Linked DNA regions of Rattus norvegicus: region 1 is linked to region 2. The links are chromatin contacts, called in public Hi-C maps. All regions are on one chromosome and are shown on one strand. Each heading gives the region's core, a stretch centred on a gene start, on an enhancer-like site or on the middle of the called end of the contact. The rest is flanking DNA. Distances are from core to core; before and after follow the strand shown.

Evidence for each region. A called contact is a pair of places that touch in the nucleus more often than the background predicts.
Region 1: a Hi-C map of liver shows a contact between it and region 2, with 2.0 times the contacts expected there. The contact joins the enhancer-like site here to the promoter of Inpp5d in region 2. A contact is called at or near these places in 2 of 12 Hi-C or Micro-C datasets (frontal cortex and liver).

Annotation. Positions count from the first base shown.
Region 1 is chr9:95,766,588-95,770,225 of GRCr8, reverse strand. The region is part of intron 2 of Inpp5d (inositol polyphosphate-5-phosphatase D); the gene reads right to left. Among named protein-coding and RNA genes, the nearest start is that of Inpp5d, 33 kb to the right of the region's middle. Within about 2 kb of position 1,360, at least 17 of the 93 cell types and tissues checked have an H3K27ac peak or open chromatin away from gene starts, as enhancers often do. A contact at or near this core is called in liver, where this site is marked.
Region 2 is chr9:95,733,722-95,736,988 of GRCr8, reverse strand. Inpp5d (inositol polyphosphate-5-phosphatase D) reads right to left here and starts at 1,456. Exons shown (of 27, transcript NM_019311.2): 1 at 1,124-1,456. The coding sequence starts at 1,266. It overlaps LOC120094737 (a long non-coding RNA gene), which reads left to right and starts at 1,587. Exons shown (of 3, transcript XR_005489290.2): 1 at 1,587-1,923; 2 at 2,722-2,911.

The sequences.
Region 1 (3,638 bases), core at 111-2,610, 33 kb before region 2:
GCCTAAACGTGGACAGAATTGAGATAAGGGGGGTTTGAGGGTTCTTGGGCTTGGGGTTGCAGGAGAATCATGAGGAGAAAGAGAAGATGTAGACTGGAGAAGACGCCAAGGGGTAGATGAGTTATGAAGACATGGCCACAAGGGCTGGTCAATTGGAGTTAAGAGCAGCCTGGATGGAAGATAGCAAGTAACCACTCGGGGTTATTGATAGGGAAGTAGATCCAAATAGTTTAGAGGGTAGCTATCTGCCCAGCTCTAATGCATTGAAAGCTTATTATAAATATAAAAGTTGTGGGTCTTTTATCTGGGAGACAAAATGATCAAAGGCAGGGTAGACACCCAGATTGAGATGAAATGTTTTCTACAACATGCCTCCATAAAATCAAGTTGTAAGCAATCCTGTAAGGCATTTTCTCAATTAGTGATTGATGGGGCGGGGGGGTGGTGGTGGTGGTGGAGAGCCCGTCCCATTGTGGGGTCATCCCTGGGCTGGTGGTCCTGAGTTCTATAAGAAAGCAGGCTGACCAAGCCATGAGGAGCAGGTCAGTAAGCAGCATCTCCATGGCCTGCATCGGCTCCTGCCTCCAGATTCCTGCCTTGTGTGAGTTCCAGTTGTGACTTCCTCCAATGATGAACTGTGATGTGGAGGTGTAAACCAAATAAACCCTTTCCTCCCCAACTTGCTTTTAGTAACGGCGTGTCATCACAGCAACCGAAACCCCAACCAGGAAAACGAGGCTCTGATCAAGACGTTCAAAGTCCGTCCAGAGCCAGCTCTTCCAATTTGAGCTCATACCACACTGTACAGGGTTATTACCCATGGTTCCCACTGACTTCAACCCCAAGCAGCCCTTCTGGTGGGCCCCTTATTGGGAATATTGACACCACAGACATTGGCAGATGATTGGGGCATTATTTTACTTATAGGAGAACAGCTGACAAATGTCTGTCACCTCATATGTCATAGGGAGTGACATCATCATCTCTCCAATTCCTACAGACTGGGCCTCCTGTATATACCTGCCTTTCCTTCTGCACGGCCCCATAGATTCAGAAGAAAGCACAGTGGTTACAGCAAGGTTAATGACTGCTGGGGCAATGCAGAGGGAAAGGAGTATTCATAAAGGACAAAGATTTTCCCACTAAAAGATGGCAAAGGCCCAAACCAAAACAGGAAGCTTCAAGCCTGCCTTGGTGGGTGGTGGGATTGTCTGAGGCTGAGGGATGCCGGAAAGGGACAAGAACAAAGTGTTCTCTGCTTGGCAAGTCGTCGGTGATAGCATGGGCCCTTCAGCTCCTCTGCACGGCACGCCCCAGACCTCTAGGGGCCAGAAGCTCAGTTAGGTAGACTGATAAACACCAGCCCTCAGAGGAACTGAAAGTTAACTCTGACACCTCCTGCTACCAGGAGGAACTGAGCAAGGCACAGTCCAACTTGGGGCCAGAGGCCAAGGCCAGCAAGCAGCTGCAGTTACACCTGCTGCCTTGACACCCAAACTTCATCCCAGGGAAGGAAGAGACCTTTAAGCAAGAGAACTGAACCTTGGGGGAGGGGAGGTCTAAGGGGAAGGGCAGATTGGGAAGTTGTGACTTTCACAACGGGTGAGAAGGCTTACTCTGCAGTTCATGGTTCAGTGGGTTTATGTGAGTCTTGGGTAAGGTTTCAGGTCAGTCTGCCAAAGCAGGGTCTATGAGAAAATGCAAAGTGTGTCTCGGTCTAGGGTGTGCACTGGGAACCAATTCAGTCAGTGAGATCTAGTTTTTTGTATTTTATTTGGAAGTAGAAGGCCCATGTATGTTTGCTTGCTTCTAGGATTAAGCTCTTTATTAAATCTTTACATTAATTATACAGAATAATAAGGTTGTGAGGTTTACACACACACACACATTTTATTCCCTTTACCACCTATTACCCTCTGTTGCCCCCTCACTTCTCTCTCTCTCTCTCTCTCTCTCTCTCTCTCTCTCTCTCTCTCTCTCTCTCTCTCTGTGTGTGTGTGTGTGTGTAGTTTGAGCTGATGAGAGACCTTACCCGTAGCCACACCACTGAAGAGACTGACTCTGCCTCCCACAGTATTGTTAACTACCCATCTTAGGGGGTGATGGGACCTCACAAGTCCCTCCCCCTTCCACAACAAGAAGATCTTTTTCTGTATCTAAGGCAGAACAGTCTCGGGGTGAGATGTTAGACAAGGAGGAAATGATGACATTGAAGGGGAGGAGAGCCCAGTCACCTCCAGCATATATCGTCACAGGGTCACAGAAGTTCAAGCTCATCAGAACCTCATTTTTTCCCCCAAAGACGCTAAGAAGTTCAAGCAATTATGTGGAAAAGTCTCTTAACTTTAAGAACTGTTTTCATTGGCCCATAATTAAAGAAAAACACCGGTCAGATAACCAACAGCTAAGCCTTGATTACCACTTGTGATATCGAGCTCACATATGTAGATTTGGGCAAAGCATCTTGTGAGATTCATTCATGAGTTGTTGAGGACCACACAGAAAAAGACCTGGCTCAGTGAGATCCCATTCAAGCCAGCATGGACTGGGGTCTCCATTCCATCAGCTGTTCAGATCTGAAGTGGGCTTACTGAGACAGGGTTACCAGCCAGCTAGGACTCATCTCCACCCTTCTAGGTGACAGAAGCACAAGGCAGACCCTGGGTGATCTGAAGTAGTATGCTAGATGTGACCGTGTGAATGAAGTTTATGAGAAAACCAAGGTGGCGTTCTGAGTGGAGGAAGGAAAACGAATGCACAAGGAAGATGGGAGTTTGACAGTAAATGTGGCATTAATAAAGGGCATGGCATGGCCTTCTGGACGCTCCCATTGGTCAAGCCAAGCTCCTAGGAGAGAGCTGAATGGGAGAGGAAGTGCACTCCACAGCACGGGATTCCAAAGGACCTTTGAGAAAGGCAGAGTAAGTACATTCTGAGTTAGGAGAGGACGTAGACAATGGTGGCCAGAACTCAGAGTTTCACCTGAGGGAATATCAAAGGGAAGTTGCTTGTTCTCTAAACAGCTAAAGGCTTTGCATCTTGTGAGAGGAAGAACCAGCCGTGGGCAGGAATGGTCCTAGGAGGCAGATTGCTTTCTCCTTTAAGGAACACTTTATAGGATGCATAGGTTATTCCCTGAGAGTTCCTGGTGTCTGGTGCTGACCACTGACCTAGCATTCAGCTTACCTAAGAAGAAGTCCACAGAGGGCTGGGCGGAACCTGCACACAGGACCTTTGCTGACCCTCATCGTTTTTTACCCACTTCCTGTTCCCCTTTGCTGTCTGGTCTTGGTTGATAGCTTCCTTCTGGAGCAGGAGTAAGAAAAAGGCTATAAAAATATTACTGCTACCAATGTGCCTCGCTGCTCTATTGCAAGGAGAGACTAATCAATAAGTGGAACAGAAGGAGGAGTCTACATCCAGCCTGAGAGGAAGTAGGACATTAGCATATGGGCCGAGGAACCGTGAGTCAGCAGGAAAGGGTGGACTGTTTACTATCCGAGGCTACTGAGTCACAGGGAAGAAGAGTTGTAGTCCCCATTTTATAGCAAGTGTCAAAATAAAGCACTTGACATAGAAACATGATAAGAGTGTTAGAAAATAAAAAGTACCATTTTCTCCCGATAATTAAGGTTGAT
Region 2 (3,267 bases), core at 207-2,706:
CATAACCTGTCTGAGCCTCATGGTCCTTATCTGCTGGTCTAGGTGTTCATAGAACCCACACTCCTGGCTCTCTTGAAGATGAAACCAGCCAGCAAATGCCTAGCACAGCAGGTCCCAACATGAGTCAGAGCGCAGAGCAGTCTGTGGTCAGTCACCCACTTCCCTCCTGCATGAAGATACGGGGGCCCTAGCTGCTCTGAAAGATCTTTCTCAGTCCAGGGACAATCTATCAGATGCTACCTGTGCTGTTCAAGTAGACACACCCTTCCTGACTGTGTTCCTGCCCTGCTCCAGCCTGAAGCCGGGACAGGGTCAGACCACAGGGCTAGAGGGGCGACAACCTTCCTCAGACTCTAGACGAATGGAGTGTTAAAAAGGAACCTTCAGCGAGTGGCTGTTTCCTCTGTTGTTAGGATAACCAGCACATTCAGCAACATCTTCACGCTGGGCTGTGGGGGGAACCCATGGAGGGAGAGACTCAGATAGGGACATAGCTGAGTGCAAGGGGAGGGACAGAGACCTACTCACAGAGCAGCTCTGTGGCTTCCTGTGTCCTTGCAGCCTAGAATAAAACGCCTGCATGAGGAGTCCTTTCCTGATTAAATGCACCCCAGATTCAGCTCCCCCAAATAGAATTAGCTCCAAGACCAGAGCAGGGTGGAGGAAGGGAATCCCTTTTGTCAGTGTTGCCTTTCACTGAGTCCCCCAACCGACGTTTGAGCTGACCAAGATGCTTTCCAATGCGCCCTCCACCAGAGAGGCCCGAGTTTTTTCCTGGCTCAAAGTGAGGATCACTGCTCCTGCTACTGGAGCTCAGGGAGGCCCCTGGCACCACAGGTCATGGAGGGCTATAGTGTGGTGGAGGCCCGGAGTCATTCAGAGAGTCCTAGCACCACACAAGCCTGTCATGACACAGGGTCCCTGAACTCCAACGCCAAGGTCCAAAGTGGGCCTCAGATGCCACCCCTACCTCCACCCTCCCGACAGGATAACAGAGTACCAGTCAGGTCCCACCATCCTGTGACATAAAACTAACTCAAACCCCCATTATAGGGGTTCCCTTTTGGATCCACCCCTCGAGGGTCCCTGGATCTGACAGTTGGGAGGAAATGAGGGTACTCACAGCACGCAGAGCGCGTAGGCCCGGGGGATGGACTCGCTGGCACGCACAAGGAAGCTCCCGTCCTTGCCAGCTCTGGAAAGTAGCTCCTCTGCCTTGGATCGGGTGATGTTGCCATGGTTCCACCCAGGGACCATGGCAGGCATGGGTCTCCTGGGCTGGGTCAGCAGCCACTCCCAGGACGGACACTCCAGCAAAGCAGTTAAGGGCCCTAGGCTGAGACCTGCCGCCTGTGGCCTCTCAGAAGCTGCCTCTGCTGCTACTACCAGCTTAACTGACTGACTTCCTGTTTCAGGCGCTCAGCGAGGGAGAGGAAACTGAGCTGCAGAGAACTTCCTCATTATAGAAACCAAGTTGGGGAAGGGGGGCAATCATCTACCTTCCCACCCAGCCCAACACTGGCTGCCTGCTCCACCCTCTCACTCATTGGCTCTCCATTTCCCCTGAATGGGACTCAACCTCCAGAAGCGTCCATTATCAACAGACGTTCCACATGAGGGAAGCAAAGGCTCTTTTAGTGTCAGGTTTCATGGCTGACTCTTCTCAAGTCTGGCCTAGCATTTATGAATAGGCCAAAGGAATGGCGTTCAGAAACCTTTGCTAATGTCCACAAGGGCGGTTACAGTTTTCCTCAGCAATACCCAGCATACTCGAGATGACGAGCTTCAACTGTCAACTTGGCACAACCTAGGATTGCCCAGGAAGAGTCTCCATGAGGGAATGTCTGCATGGGGTTGGCCTGTGAATACGTCTGTAGGGGCTTGTCTTAATGAAGTTAATTGCTGTCAGAAGACCAAGCTACTGTGAGCAACACTATTCCCCAGCTAAAACAGGCTGGTCTGTCCCCTCTGGACTTCTGCTGGGCACTTGGGGGGACAAGGTCATGGAGGGGCTTACATGTCCCTGTGGTACAAGCTGGGCTCTTTAATGACTTATGTTAGTGAGTTCTGCACTGCAGAAGCCCAAATGACCAGTCATGCTATCCCCTCTGGGGTTAGACATGGCCATATTTGCTCACCCCTTAAAGGTCACCATTTAGTACTGTCTGAGTTCTGCAGGCTCTAAGGTAGCCACTTTCCCTTTGACCCCAAGCTGGGTGACCTCATTTCTCAAACCAAGCCCACCAAGGGAATGTAAGGCAGAAGTGAGAACTGATCACTCCTTCATCTGAACCTTGTCACGTTAGATGTGATAACAGACCTAAGCCAGACACACACACACACACACACACACACACACACACACACACACACACACACACACACACGTACTGGAGAGAGCCTGGTCGAGCTTCTTTTCACTCTCAGCCTCAGTTTTCTTTTCTTTAGACTGCAGCCGTATGATTCTGAAAGGAGCTCTGGTCTGTGGAGGACCTGGGAGCTATGCTGATGTCATCCAAGTGGGAGCCTGGGATTTGCAGGGCACAGCCGATGGGAAATCTGAGAGTGGGTACAGTACCTCAGTCAGGTCCTGAGCCAGAGGGAGGGGACATGGTTGCAACAAGAGCTCACGTCCACATCTGGGCTCCGAGGAAGTTAACTCTAAAATGGGCCTGTTATGGAGACCTCTCATGTTCACAGTACCCCATGCACTCCTCTTAGGAAACCTCTATCCAACACATGACTGCATGCATCGTTGAACCCTTCTTTCTTCTTGGACACCTCTGCCAACTTCATCACTGCCCTTGTCCCAGAGCCTCCAGCTCCATCCCCATCACAATCTTAGTCTCTTTGTGCCTTGACCAACTCAACTCTACGTATCCGTCAGCATCCAGGACCATCCCCCCCATAGGTAAGTCCCCTTTGCATCTCTCTGTGTCACTCCTGTTGTGGTTACTCTTGACCGTCAGTTTTATTAGACTAAGAAGCACTCAGGAAATCAGTAAAGCACACCTCTGGGAGTGTCTGCTCCGAGGTAATCAGGTCACAAGGACTGTAACCTAGTGACAGATGGGTCCCTTAATGAATCCACTTCATTACCACTAGATTTACCTTTGTGGTGGTGGTGTTGTTGCTGTTGTTATTTTGAGAAAGCATCTCCCTATGTGGCCCCACTCCCTCTGCAACTTGCTATGCAGATCAGGCTGGCCTTGAACTCTCAGAGACTCCCTGGTCTCTGCCTCCTGGGATTTAAAGGTGCCTGGCTAC